Linked DNA regions of Sus scrofa: all the other regions are linked to region 3. Evidence: chromatin contacts called from public Hi-C and HiChIP or PLAC-seq data. All regions are on one chromosome and are shown on one strand. The core of a region is the stretch at or near the end of the contact, and the rest is flanking DNA. Distances in the headings are between cores, read along the strand shown.

The links. Hi-C and Micro-C count contacts between places; a contact is called where the count stands out from the background. HiChIP or PLAC-seq counts read pairs in DNA pulled down with a chosen protein or histone mark.
Region 1: an H3K27ac HiChIP or PLAC-seq map of alveolar macrophages shows a contact between it and region 3. The contact joins the promoter of RNF168 here to the promoter of SENP5 in region 3. A contact is called at or near these places in 1 of 5 promoter capture datasets (liver) and 2 of 2 datasets of contacts at active chromatin or transcription factors (alveolar macrophages and skeletal muscle).
Region 2: a contact with region 3 is called in a Hi-C map of liver, with 1.9 times the contacts expected there. The contact joins the promoter of WDR53 here to the promoter of SENP5 in region 3. A contact is called at or near these places in 1 of 5 promoter capture datasets (liver), 6 of 47 Hi-C or Micro-C datasets (heart right ventricle, liver and skeletal muscle) and 1 of 2 datasets of contacts at active chromatin or transcription factors (alveolar macrophages).

The regions. Positions count from the first base shown.
Region 1 is chr13:133,623,989-133,627,927 of Sscrofa11.1, forward strand. It overlaps RNF168 (E3 ubiquitin-protein ligase RNF168), which reads left to right and starts at 1,558. Exons shown (of 8, transcript XM_021070157.1): 1 at 1,558-1,810; 2 at 2,133-2,473. The coding sequence starts at 2,173.
Region 2 is chr13:133,559,372-133,563,027 of Sscrofa11.1, forward strand. WDR53 (WD repeat-containing protein 53) reads left to right here and starts at 1,461. Exons shown (of 3, transcript XM_021070146.1): 1 at 1,461-1,659. FBXO45 (F-box/SPRY domain-containing protein 1) reads right to left here and starts at 1,316. Exons shown (of 3, transcript XM_021070155.1): 1 at 878-1,316. The coding sequence starts at 1,192.
Region 3 is chr13:133,267,212-133,270,802 of Sscrofa11.1, forward strand. It overlaps SENP5 (sentrin-specific protease 5), which reads right to left and starts at 2,257. Exons shown (of 11, transcript XM_005670099.3): 1 at 2,048-2,257.

The DNA of each region.
Region 1 (3,939 bases), core at 308-2,807, 360 kb after region 3:
CTTCCTCCACAGCCTCTGTCTCTAACTGTAGGAGAAAATATCCCTATAAAAAGGTAGAAAGGAGGAGTTCCCCTTGTGGCACAGTGGTTAACGAATCCGACTAGGAACCATGAGGTTGCGGGTTCGGTCCCTGGCCTTGCCCAGTGGGTTGGGGATTCGGCGTTGCCATGAGCTGTGGTGTAGGTCACAGAGGAGGCTTGGATCCCGCGTTGCTGTGGCTCTGGCGTAGGCCAGTGGCTGCGGCTCCGATTCGACCCCTGGCCTGGGAGCCTCCATGTGCCGCGGGAGCGGCCCAAGAAATAGCAAAAAGACAAAAAAAAAAGGTAGAAAGGAGAGACACCCCCCCCCCCCCCGTCATGATGACTAAGCAAAGTCCAGCCACCTGCCCCTAACCACCCCTCCCTCACGCATCTGCTGCAGTAAGCTTGCTTCCGCATCTACTACCTTGCCTGACCTCACTCTGGTCCGCCAAGCAGGAGCTCAGAAGAGGTAGCCCATAAAAACTTTGTGAAAGACTTCTTCCGGGCTCAGACTCTGGAGAGCAATCTCCTCTGAGCCTGCCGGCATAATAAACGTGAATTCTCCAACTTTCCCAGTGCTCACTTGGTTTCTCCCTGGGTAAAAGAGCTGAAACACTGCAGCCACAGGGCTGTCGCTAGAGCTGATACGCTGCAGCGCAGGGCTGTTGAGCAGCTGCCTTAACAAAACCAAGTGGGAAAACATTTCAAAATGCATAAAGTTAAAATATTTTCCTTTTGACTTCTTTTGTAATTTTGATTGGTCTAGACTGAAATTAAACAATAAAGCAGTGCCTTATAATTGATGCACATGTTGGCTAAGCCCCAGGATCCTGCCAGTCCTACAGTTTGTTTCCCAAGTACCTGTTAAATTGTAGCAAGTTTGCAGATTCTTTGACCACAGCCTTTCTCAGAAATCATCCTAGAGATGCTTTTACAAGAACTCTGGAAAGCGACCTAAGAGGCTTCCTTACAAATGAAAAGAAACAAGGGTAGTTTGAGGAGTACTAAGGGAAGAATTTAAAAATTATTGTCAAGCTTTTTTGGGGGGGGCGCACCCACTGCACAGAAGAGTGACAGGACCACGGATCGAATCCAAGCCACAGGTAAGAACTATGCAGCAGCTTCAGCAATCTGGGATCCCCAACCCACTGCACAGGGCCAAGGATCAAACTAGCCTCCGCGGCAAACCGGACCCTTAAAGCACTGCGCCACAGCGGGAACTCCATCGGCTTTTAATTTGCCTTTAAGTTTCACTTTTTCTGACAAGAGACCAACCTTGCGACATACCCTGATTTCTGCAGCCTCTGGGAGCAGAAATCAAGAGGGAAATACTAAAGTGCAGTCAATGTGACGACGCAGGGTCTGCGAAGAAAGGACTGCAACACACCGAGAAGACCAGCTCTGGGGGGGCGGGGCGCGGGGCTCGGGTCGGGCAGCGCGCGCAGACTCGGAAGTCCCGCCCCAATGTTAGCCCTCTCTACCTTTGGTTGGTTCTCTAGGTGGGAGGGGCTGTTTTGGCGGGCAGTCGTGACGTCACTAGCCCTTGTCGGGTTGCTACAGCACCGCGCCAAGGTTAGGCTTTTGGGTAGATGGAAGAGAGGGAGGGGCGGGCTCAGAGCGCCCGGAAGGGCTCGCGCGCGGCCCCCGACAATGGTAAAACGGAAGTCCTACTCCTTCGGAGCTCCTCGTCCGGGCGGAAGAAGCGTTCTTCCTCTAGCGGTGGCTGCGTAGCTGCGCGCCTCTGCGGTCTGCGGCTTGGCTTCCGGGAGCTACGGGAGCATCCTCACCTGGTAAGAGAAAGGAGGGGAACTTGGCGCGTGCCTCCTGCGGGGGCCAGAGAGCCCACCATCCGCCCTGCCGCAACGGCTGTTAATGCTGGGAGCAGTCAAGGTTCATTTGTTTTCATTTCGGACGTTTGTCTTAACATGGACAAACACACTTCCTTCCACGGTCGTACTGTTTACCTGACCCTCAGAACACTTTTTTGCTTTAAAGACATTTGATGTTCCCAGTCTCTGAATTCTGGTAGGCTACTGGGCATAAAATTTAAACACAAAACTTAATTCGCTTTCTCCGAACTTGGGCTGTAGATGAGGATTCTTTCTCTTTCAGGTGTTGATGTTGATTGAATATGCCTTTTTAGCATATTAAAATGGCTGTACCCAAGGACGCCATCCCTTCATTGTCGGAATGCCAGTGCCAGATCTGTGTGGAAATTCTATTTGAGCCTGTGACACTCCCTTGTAACCACACGCTGTGTAAACCATGCTTCCAGTCGACTGTCGAAAAAGCAAATTTGTGCTGCCCCTTCTGTCGCCGCCGAGTCTCTTCGTGGACTCGACACCGCACCCGAACAAATTCTCTTGTCAACATGGAACTGTGGAAGATAATTCAGAAACACTATCCAAAAGAATGCAAGCTTAGAGCCTCTGGGCAAGAATCAGAGGAAATTGGTGAGTAAAAATCCAGCTTGTTCATTGTCTAAAAACCAAAATCTTTTAAAAAGCGAATCATCACTAGTCTTTTTTTTTTTTTTCAAGGATAAAAAAAGAAAATCTGGGTTAGTATTTGTCCAAATTTTTCACATCTTTGAGTTTAATGGGCCCTAAAATGTTGGTTAAGGTCACAATGGCAAGATTTGGTTCATTGTTTTAAGGCATAGGCTTAGTTTGGTCGGTGTTTGTTGGGTTAAAAATGAAAAGAAAACCAAAAAAAAAAAAAAGAAACAAAAGAATTACCTACTAGGGTCTTAAATTGTGTCGAAAGTTATATAAATAGTCACAGATGAGCAACAGTCAGTATGGCAGCAGCAGAAGTAAGGAAACTGCTGGATTCCTGTGTTAATATTTTTTTTATTTTCAGTTACTTTTCTCTAACTTTCTTGCCTATACATCTCCATTCATTTAGTTCTTAAGCTTTCAACAAGCCTAAAATAGCTTTCTGTGGCCAGTTTCCTCTAGTTCAGTCATTTTTATTCAAAGCCCTCCACAGTGTGGACTTAACAACTCTTCATTTTGCCCCCAGACTTTAGCGGCTTGACCACTTATGTGGTCATTAAGCCCTGCAGTGTTTCTTCTCCAGGCTTAAATGTGATGTGGATGCTCTGGTGTACTTGCTTTTTTTGGGAATTCTTTTTATTATGGTAAAATTTGCCATTTTAACCATTTTTAAGTGTACAATTCAGTGTCATTAATTACTTTCACAGTGTTTGGAAACTGTCACCACTGTTGCCAAAACTTTCATCACACCAGACAACTTCTTTAACCATTAAGCATCCCATTCTCCTTACTCCATCCCACTCCTGCTTTTCGGAGTTTCTAATCTCTGTGAATTTGCTTGTTCTAGATAATTTATGTAAGTGTATTCATACAGCGAATGATCTGTTGTGTCTGTTTTCTTTCACTTAGCATAATGTTTCATGCCGCCTTCTTTTTCTTTCTTTCTTTCTTTCTTTCTTTCTTTCTTTCTTTCTCTTTTCCTTTTCTTTTCTTTTCCTTTTCTTTTTTTTAAAGGGCCAAACCTGTGGTATATGGAAGTTCCCAAGCTATGGGTTGAATCAGAGCTGCAGCCGCCTGCCTGTGCCACAGCCACAGCCGGAGCAATGCTGGATCCAAACTGCATCTGCAACCTACTCCACAGCTTGTGGCAACATCAGCTCCTTTAACCCACTGAGTGAGGCCAAGGATCGAACCTGAATCCTCATAGATACTACTCGAGTTGTTAACCCACTGAGCTGCAACGGGAAGTCTACCGCGTTCTATCTTTATCAGTACTCCATCCCTTTTTATGGCTGAATAATATTCTACTCTATGGATATATTGTATTTTGTTCCTTCATCCATTGTTGGACATTTGGGTAGTTTCCACCTTTTGGCTATTTCAATAGTACTGATATGAATATTCATGTGCAAGTGTTTGAA
Region 2 (3,656 bases), core at 211-2,710, 290 kb after region 3:
TATGCTTTTGGTGACTATTACTCTGTACAGCTGTTTCCATTCAACTGAACCCAAGTTTAAGGCCTTTCGTTCATATTGCTTGAAGAATCCTCTCAGTGCTACCATGGTCTGCTATCTGACATGTTTATTTGCAAATGAAGGCAAGACAACAAACAAGAATCTGGCAGGGAAAAAAAGGCAGCATATATGGAAGCAGTATGTTAGATGACAAACAGAACTTAAGAGACACTCTATCAAGGTGGAACTATAAAAAAGTTGGCAAGGAAGTAGCCAATAATAGTAGGACATGGCAGTATTATGACGGTTAAGTACAGCTGATGGGAGGATGTTCTATTAGTCTTGATCTTGAAAGTTAGCAGAATGCCGTGGGTCATACTCATTTATAAGCCTGTAAAAAAGTGGAGGGAATTGGAATACTCGGGCGAAAATAAAGAAAAGGTTATAAGTCAGAGCTTGGAAAAGGTGAGGTGAAAGCAAAGATCTCAGAAACCAAGCCAAGGTTAAGGCAGCTGAGGTAATCTAATAAAGGGCAGAGAGAAAAATAGGATGAGAGTATTGAAAGCTACAACAATGGGGTGATCTGTTTTTAAGGGGAAAGACTGTGGAAAGTAGAATGAGTGACGGAAAGCAGGGCTGGGAAACCATCTGGTCCTTTAAAAAGTGTATCACGGAAGTGAGGTGGGTTAAGGAGCAGAACTTCAATCCAAAGAGAAGAGGATCTTTATGGCAGGGGGAGGTGAGGTAAGATATTGACTGGAGCGGTGGAAAGGCGGGATGGTGAAGCGAGGCTTTTGACTCAGAAGCTTAGCTGAGAAGCTCTGAGAGTGGCGCGGAGGAGCGGGACTGGGGGCAGCGGCGTGGCGTGGGGCTCCCTCACCTTGGCCTTGTAGCTGGGCAGGTTGCAGAGAATGTCCGTGCGCAGAGCCTCCTCTGCCAGGCTGCGGGCACACAGGCTCCGCCACACCTCGCTGTTCTCATCGCCGTGCAGGCAGCGGTACCAGTGCTTGCACACCAGGGCGCAGCTCCGCAGCTCGGACAGCTCCAGGTAGGAGAACACCAACTCCAGCACCCGGCTGGGCAGCCGGCCCCCGGCCCCCGGGGCCCCGGAGCCCGAGCCTGCGCCCGCGCCGCCGCCGCCGCTACAGCCAGCGCCGCCCGAGGCTGCCCCAGCTCCCGGGCCCGGCGCCGCCATCGCCTCACCAGCTGGCCCGAGGGCCGCCGCCGCCGCCGCTGCTTACCCCCGTCCCTGCTCCGGAGGCCAAGCCTCGCCTTGAGACCGGAGCAGCTCGTTCACCGCCCCTTTCACAGCCTACCGCCCGGCCCCTCCACCACTCCCGCCCCTGCCCAGGGGCGTCCGCCGCGCGCCCCGCCTCACTGAGGGCAGACGCACCGGCCGCACTTGCGTCCCCCGCCCCTCCCTAGCGGCTCAGCGCGGGCGCCGGAACAGCCAGACTCGCCCGGCCTCCCCGCGACGCGCCGGTGGCTCCGCCATGCGGGTTGAGGGCAAGAAGCAAGGGCGCACGCCCAGCTTGCGCGCGATTCCTCTCGGCCCCGGATGTGACTGTTTGGCTGAGGCGCCCCCCGCCCGACGCTGGATGGGATTGGGCGCCCACCGGTGAGGTCATCATCAGGCGCCTAGGAGGGAAGCGGGAAGCTCAGGTATGAGGCTGGCGCTGGTGGGTTCAAGGCTATGTTCCAGTGCCTTTTCATCATTTTGGTCTAGTGGTGTCGCGTCGGCTTTCCTGGATCCCTTTTCCTGTAAGGTTCCCCCGAGTCAGTTGGGTCCCTGCCTTACTGGCCAACCTAACGCACGAAACTTCCCTCTCCTTATTAGCCATTCCCTATGGGTCCGCCACCTTAGGTTTGAGTTGGATCTTCTTTACCTTTGGCAGCTGAGGTCGTGTTTTCCTGGTCAAGCTATCTTGTTCTCTCTTGGTATTAGTACCAGTGATTATCACAACATGTGTCCTAGCGTATATACGGAAAATGAGGTCGCCACCTTTGAACGCCCCTCCCCCCGCCCCGCCAATGTTCGGATAACCTTAAAGTGCCGTTTAAGTGCTACATTCTTTTGGATAAAATGTGACTTTTTCCATTCTTTCCTACTAACCCACTGATTAGTAGGTGAATTAAGGCAGTGTGTTTTTAATTAAACATTCCATAGGGCGAATGACATGGAGGCTGTAATTCTAGAAGGCTTCTTGGGAGGGAAAGTATTTCAGCATTGTTTGGTCATACTACGTTTTCCTAAGTGACCAGAACGTTTTCTGACAGCCTTTAAAGGATGCTTGACAAGAGAAAATAATAATCATGCACTCTACTGGGGCCCTTTACCGGGGAGTTCCTAATAAACTCTCAAAAAAAACTCTGAGATAATTGTTATAATAATAGGGTTCACAGAGTCCCTTAGTAGACAGTTACACTGTCTTACATTTATGTAGTAAGGAATCTTTCCAAAAAACAACTCCCCCGCTGTTTGTAATCCATTTCTTGTTCTCCAATAAAAACAGTAGCACCTATCATCTCCACTCTCTGATAGGTGGTATTTGATTATTACTTGCCAGTTCCTTCCTCCCAGATGCTTCCCCCCAAGCTTAGTAATCTAGATTCTTTTTATTCTTACTAGGGCCAGTGCCACAGCCCTTCAGTCTTTTCGGGTGCTGTCTAGCATCCTCACATCAAGACTAACTTTGGAAAACTCAAACATGTGAAGAAAAGTTGACATATTTATTACTGTGATAGTGACTGTCTTTCATATTATTTAAATAGTAGTGTAATCTCAGGCTAGGGAGTTTTATTTATTCATTTTTCAGCTGTCAACTATCGGGCATCCAAAGAAGGCGGTCCAAGTTTTGTCTGGAAAGGCACCAAAGTTTCTTTTACTTCTTCAGAGATGAGTAAAGTCAGTTCCTCTGAGAAGGGGACAATGAACAGAGGGAATGAACAGCTTTAAAGGTACAGACACTTGAAAAAGACAAGTGGATGCTTGGAAGTAGGACAGGATGGAGTAGAGAGGATTCAGTTATTAAATGACCATGACCCCTCTCCCATGTCTGTACCCTTCTTCTGCTCTCTGGCTGTTTAGAGCTTTCATCTTTGCACTCCACTCTTCCTACAAATGTTCTTAAAGCACCCCAACTTCCCACCCACCCACCCGCCCCCACTCCATGATCTCATTAGGTGTTGGAAGGAAGGAATCTATTATCTAATTAAACTAATTCACATTGGGGTGAATTATTAATTACCATGCTTGACTCTTTAGGTATCACCTATGAGAAGAGAAGCTTGTTGATCTGACATACCTGAATGTGGGGATAGTGGCACTTAGCTATTTCCAGGTAGGCTTTCCAGTCCCAATAAAAGAAAAACAAGAAACAGTGGCTTGCCAACTCCTTTCTGAAAGATTGTTTTGATTTAACCCATATTTAGTTATTTTTTCCCCTCTGTCTTCTACCATAGCAGTCTGATTGTTTAACACTTTCTGATGGTGGTCTTTGAATGTATTTCAAATATTACAGTTGATTTTAATGTTGTAGACTAAATATAAGTGATTTGGGGCACTCTGGTTGAATTCTTGATCAATGGCAAAAGCCTCAAGAAGTTCCCACTGTGGCACAGTGGGTTAAGAATCTGACTGTGGTGGCTCAGAATCGCTT
Region 3 (3,591 bases), core at 1,007-3,506:
GACTCTGAAAACAAACTTATAGTTACCAAAGGAGAAAGATCAGGGGGTGAGGGGAGGGATAAATTAGGAGTTTGGGAGTAAGATATATACACTATTAAATAAAACAGATAATCAACAAGGATCTACTGTATAGCACAGGGAACTCTACTCAATATTCTGTGATAACCTACATGGGAAAAGGATCTGAAAAGAATCGATATATGTGTAACTAACTCACTTCACTGTACACCCAAAACTAACACAACAATGTTAAGTGAGCTACACTCCAATATAAAATGAAATGAAATTTGAAAAAATTAGGAAGGCATAGAAGGTAATAAACTACTTGGGCACGATGCTTCATCTAACACATATCTCTGTGTTAATAAAATATGATCTACACCTGCCTTTTCAAACCATGAGTATCACCTGAAAAGCTTTTTAAAAACCACAAATACCTAGGTCCCATTTCAGATCTATTAAGGTAGTGTTTGAGCACCTGAGGTTTTAACTCCCCAACTGATTTTGATGCCCCTCCAGGTTTTAGAACCACTGAATTAGATGACCCTCAAGGTCTCTTCCATATCCATGACTTAAAATTCCAAATTGTGTCAAAGGAACTGAATGAAGACTGCGCTTCATCATGCTCCACTGAGCGTAATCATGTTCCAATGAGGAAAGGCAAGTATCCTTAATTTATCTGACTAAGCAATTTTAAGAACAGGTTCAACTCCCACAAGTCACTGACTGCATCTTCCTTTCCTCCTCCCCAAACACTTCTCTAACTTAAGGTCTATTAAACCTCAGAGAAACCAATGTTTTTCTCTCACTAATAGAAAGGTTATCCCCTCAGATTAATTTAGAGTTGTAATGTCCAGCCACTCAGAGAATTCAAGTTCCTATTTACTCTCTGCACATGTTCAATCATCATGAAGAAATGTCTTAAAGGCAGAGGGAGGAGTCCTCAAAAAATGAAAATTCCTTCTAAAGTGGGCCAAGGTGTGAATGACGCTCCTCCCAGCTTTTCTCCTAGAAAGGGCCTACCAGCTATGTTGAGAAAGGAGTAAAACTGAGTTAGGTCACACCTTACATACCAATAGTGTGCTATCAAGAAGTATGAGACAGCTGGATCACCAGGAGAAACTGATTTCTTTCTAATGCTGCCCAATCCAAAGCAGAGACTGCAGTTAGGTTTTAATCACACAAGATCCTGGTGTCTCGTCCAGTATCCTTCACCATACCAAGCTTAGTTACTCTGGGTAAAAGACATAATTAAGAACCTACCACTAAATGTGCTCGTTATTCTTAAACTGAGTTTAACCTGACTCCCAACATATTTCATGATTAACCTTCTGCTTTCTTCATTTAATTCTCCCAACTAATTTATACAGGTATAAGAAAGTTCCATACTACATGGATTAAAAAGGTCTATACGAGATTAAAACCACTACCAAATGGCAGGCCAGGATTTCAACTCCGCTCTTCTGCTTCCAAGTCCAAAACCCTTATCTCCTAACATCCTCTCCGGACCCCTCGTCCTCCCAAAGAGTGGTCGTACAGTGGAACGAGGGCTGATATTGCCCAGTATAAACAGAATGGAAAAGCAGGTTTCCCACCACCCAAACATTCAATTGTGCCATACCGGTTCACTAACAGGGTCCCAAGAGTAAGAAGGAAGGAACCAAAAGCAGGAAGGAAGCAGAAGTGTCCGAACAAATAAAACCCAGGACGGCAGGAGCCTCCATCAGCAGCTCTTCCTCTCAAAGCTTCTTCCCCCGGCTACAGGAGCGTTCGGGGGCGCTAAGCTCTCTCCGCTTCTGCGCGGTACACCTTGGACTGGAGAGGAAGCGAGGAGGGTAGCAGTCTCTCGAGACGAGCTCCTTCCCCACCCCCAGAAAGGCACGGCAAGCCCAGTGAGAAATCCGCTGCCTCTGGTTCGGCAGTGGGTGAAGAACAGAGCTCGAGGCCTCCAGGCCGGGATGCTGAGCTGGCGCGCACTGGCGCGGGAATGGCCAGCAAACCTGGTCGGTAAGTCATTAGCTGATTTGACACCCACGCACCACCTTACCTACGTCCCTCGCTGCCGGCACTTGCTCCGCCGTAGGTCCAGATACTGCGGCGGCTCCGACTGTGGCCCCGCCTTCGCCGGCTTTAGGGGAAGCCCCGTCAGCCAGGAGGTGCCCGGCCTGCTCACAGCGGCCACAGCCGCCGAGCTTCCTCTGGAGCTGCAGCCGCGACGCCGGCGCTCACTTACATCGTCACCTCCTGCTGTGCCCTTCCGCCTCAGCCCCGCCCGCGCCGCGTGCAGGGGGCGGGGAGCGAGTGGGGGCTTGGCGCTGGGGGCGTGGCTCCGCCTTCCGACTGCTTCCGGCGGCGCACAGCCCTCCTGCGATGTCTTTCGGCAGCTCTCCTCTGCTAGTGACTGAGATCCGAGCTCGCTCCCCAACCCCGCGCCTCCCTCCCAGCGCGTGAGGACTGTAGAAACTGCGATCTGGAAATTGTAAAGCGGGTTTGAGACTTCTGTTCAGTCTGCTGCCAAGTTTTTAACTTCCAAAGGGCTAAGGCAGACCACAGTTACTATAATGGTGCCTCCCTCCGCTAATACTTTTTTGCCAAAAGCAGGGGACCACTTTCCTGCTCAGAATGCACTTTGAGGCCTGCCCCAGGTTTTTCTTCTCCGTTTTCCCTTGGTGATCTTTCCTCTTCGCATTGTGATGTGCCTCTTTGCCTCTGCCCCGCCTCTCCTCAACTCAGAACACTTCTCTTGGAGGGCAAAGCTCGGACTTATTCGCCCTTGTAGCCCCAGCCGCCACTGAATCGTGACTGGCCTACAAGTGTTTAGTAAGTCTGTTCAAAAAACTTACTATTCTCTTTCTGAAGAGAGAGGAAAGTGACCTAAGCCTAATATGTTGAAGCACTACTCTTTCAACAAGCATTTTTAAAATGTGAACATGAAGTAGTCTCTCTTGCAAGCCCTCATTCTAATTGTGCGAAGACATAAATAATTATAATAGGATATCCTGACAGGTAGAAAATCTTTTTTTAATTTTTTGAAGATGTTTAATTTTCCCATTATACTTGATTTACAGTGTTCTGTCAATTTAACTGTAAGCAAAGTGACCCAGTCATATGTACATACATACATTCTTTTTCTCACATTATCCACCATTATGTTCCATCACAAGTGACTAGATACAGTTCTCTGAACTATACAGCAGGATCTCATTGCTTATCCATTCCAAATGCAAAATTTTATTTTTTCAGTTTCAATCTTTTCGTTGTTTCGCTGTTATCTATAATAGCCCTTCTTAACAATTTATTGTATTCTGTTCTTCCTAAGGCACTTTTTAACCAAGTCTTTCTTATTATTTTCTTACTGTGATCTATGTATATCATAGATTCAATCAGTTCTAATTCTACCTTTGGTCAATTCTGCTTTTAGGGGTTTTTTTAAATTTGATGTTTTATCATATCAACAAATTCTTGATGTGTTTAATTTGGAAGTGAAACATTCTCTTTGAATTCAATAAATTAAATTTCTTTACTAAATTCCTTTTTTTGAGGGGTAAGAATGATGGAGATTTCAAGTGTCTTGATTTTCTATGTTCTTTT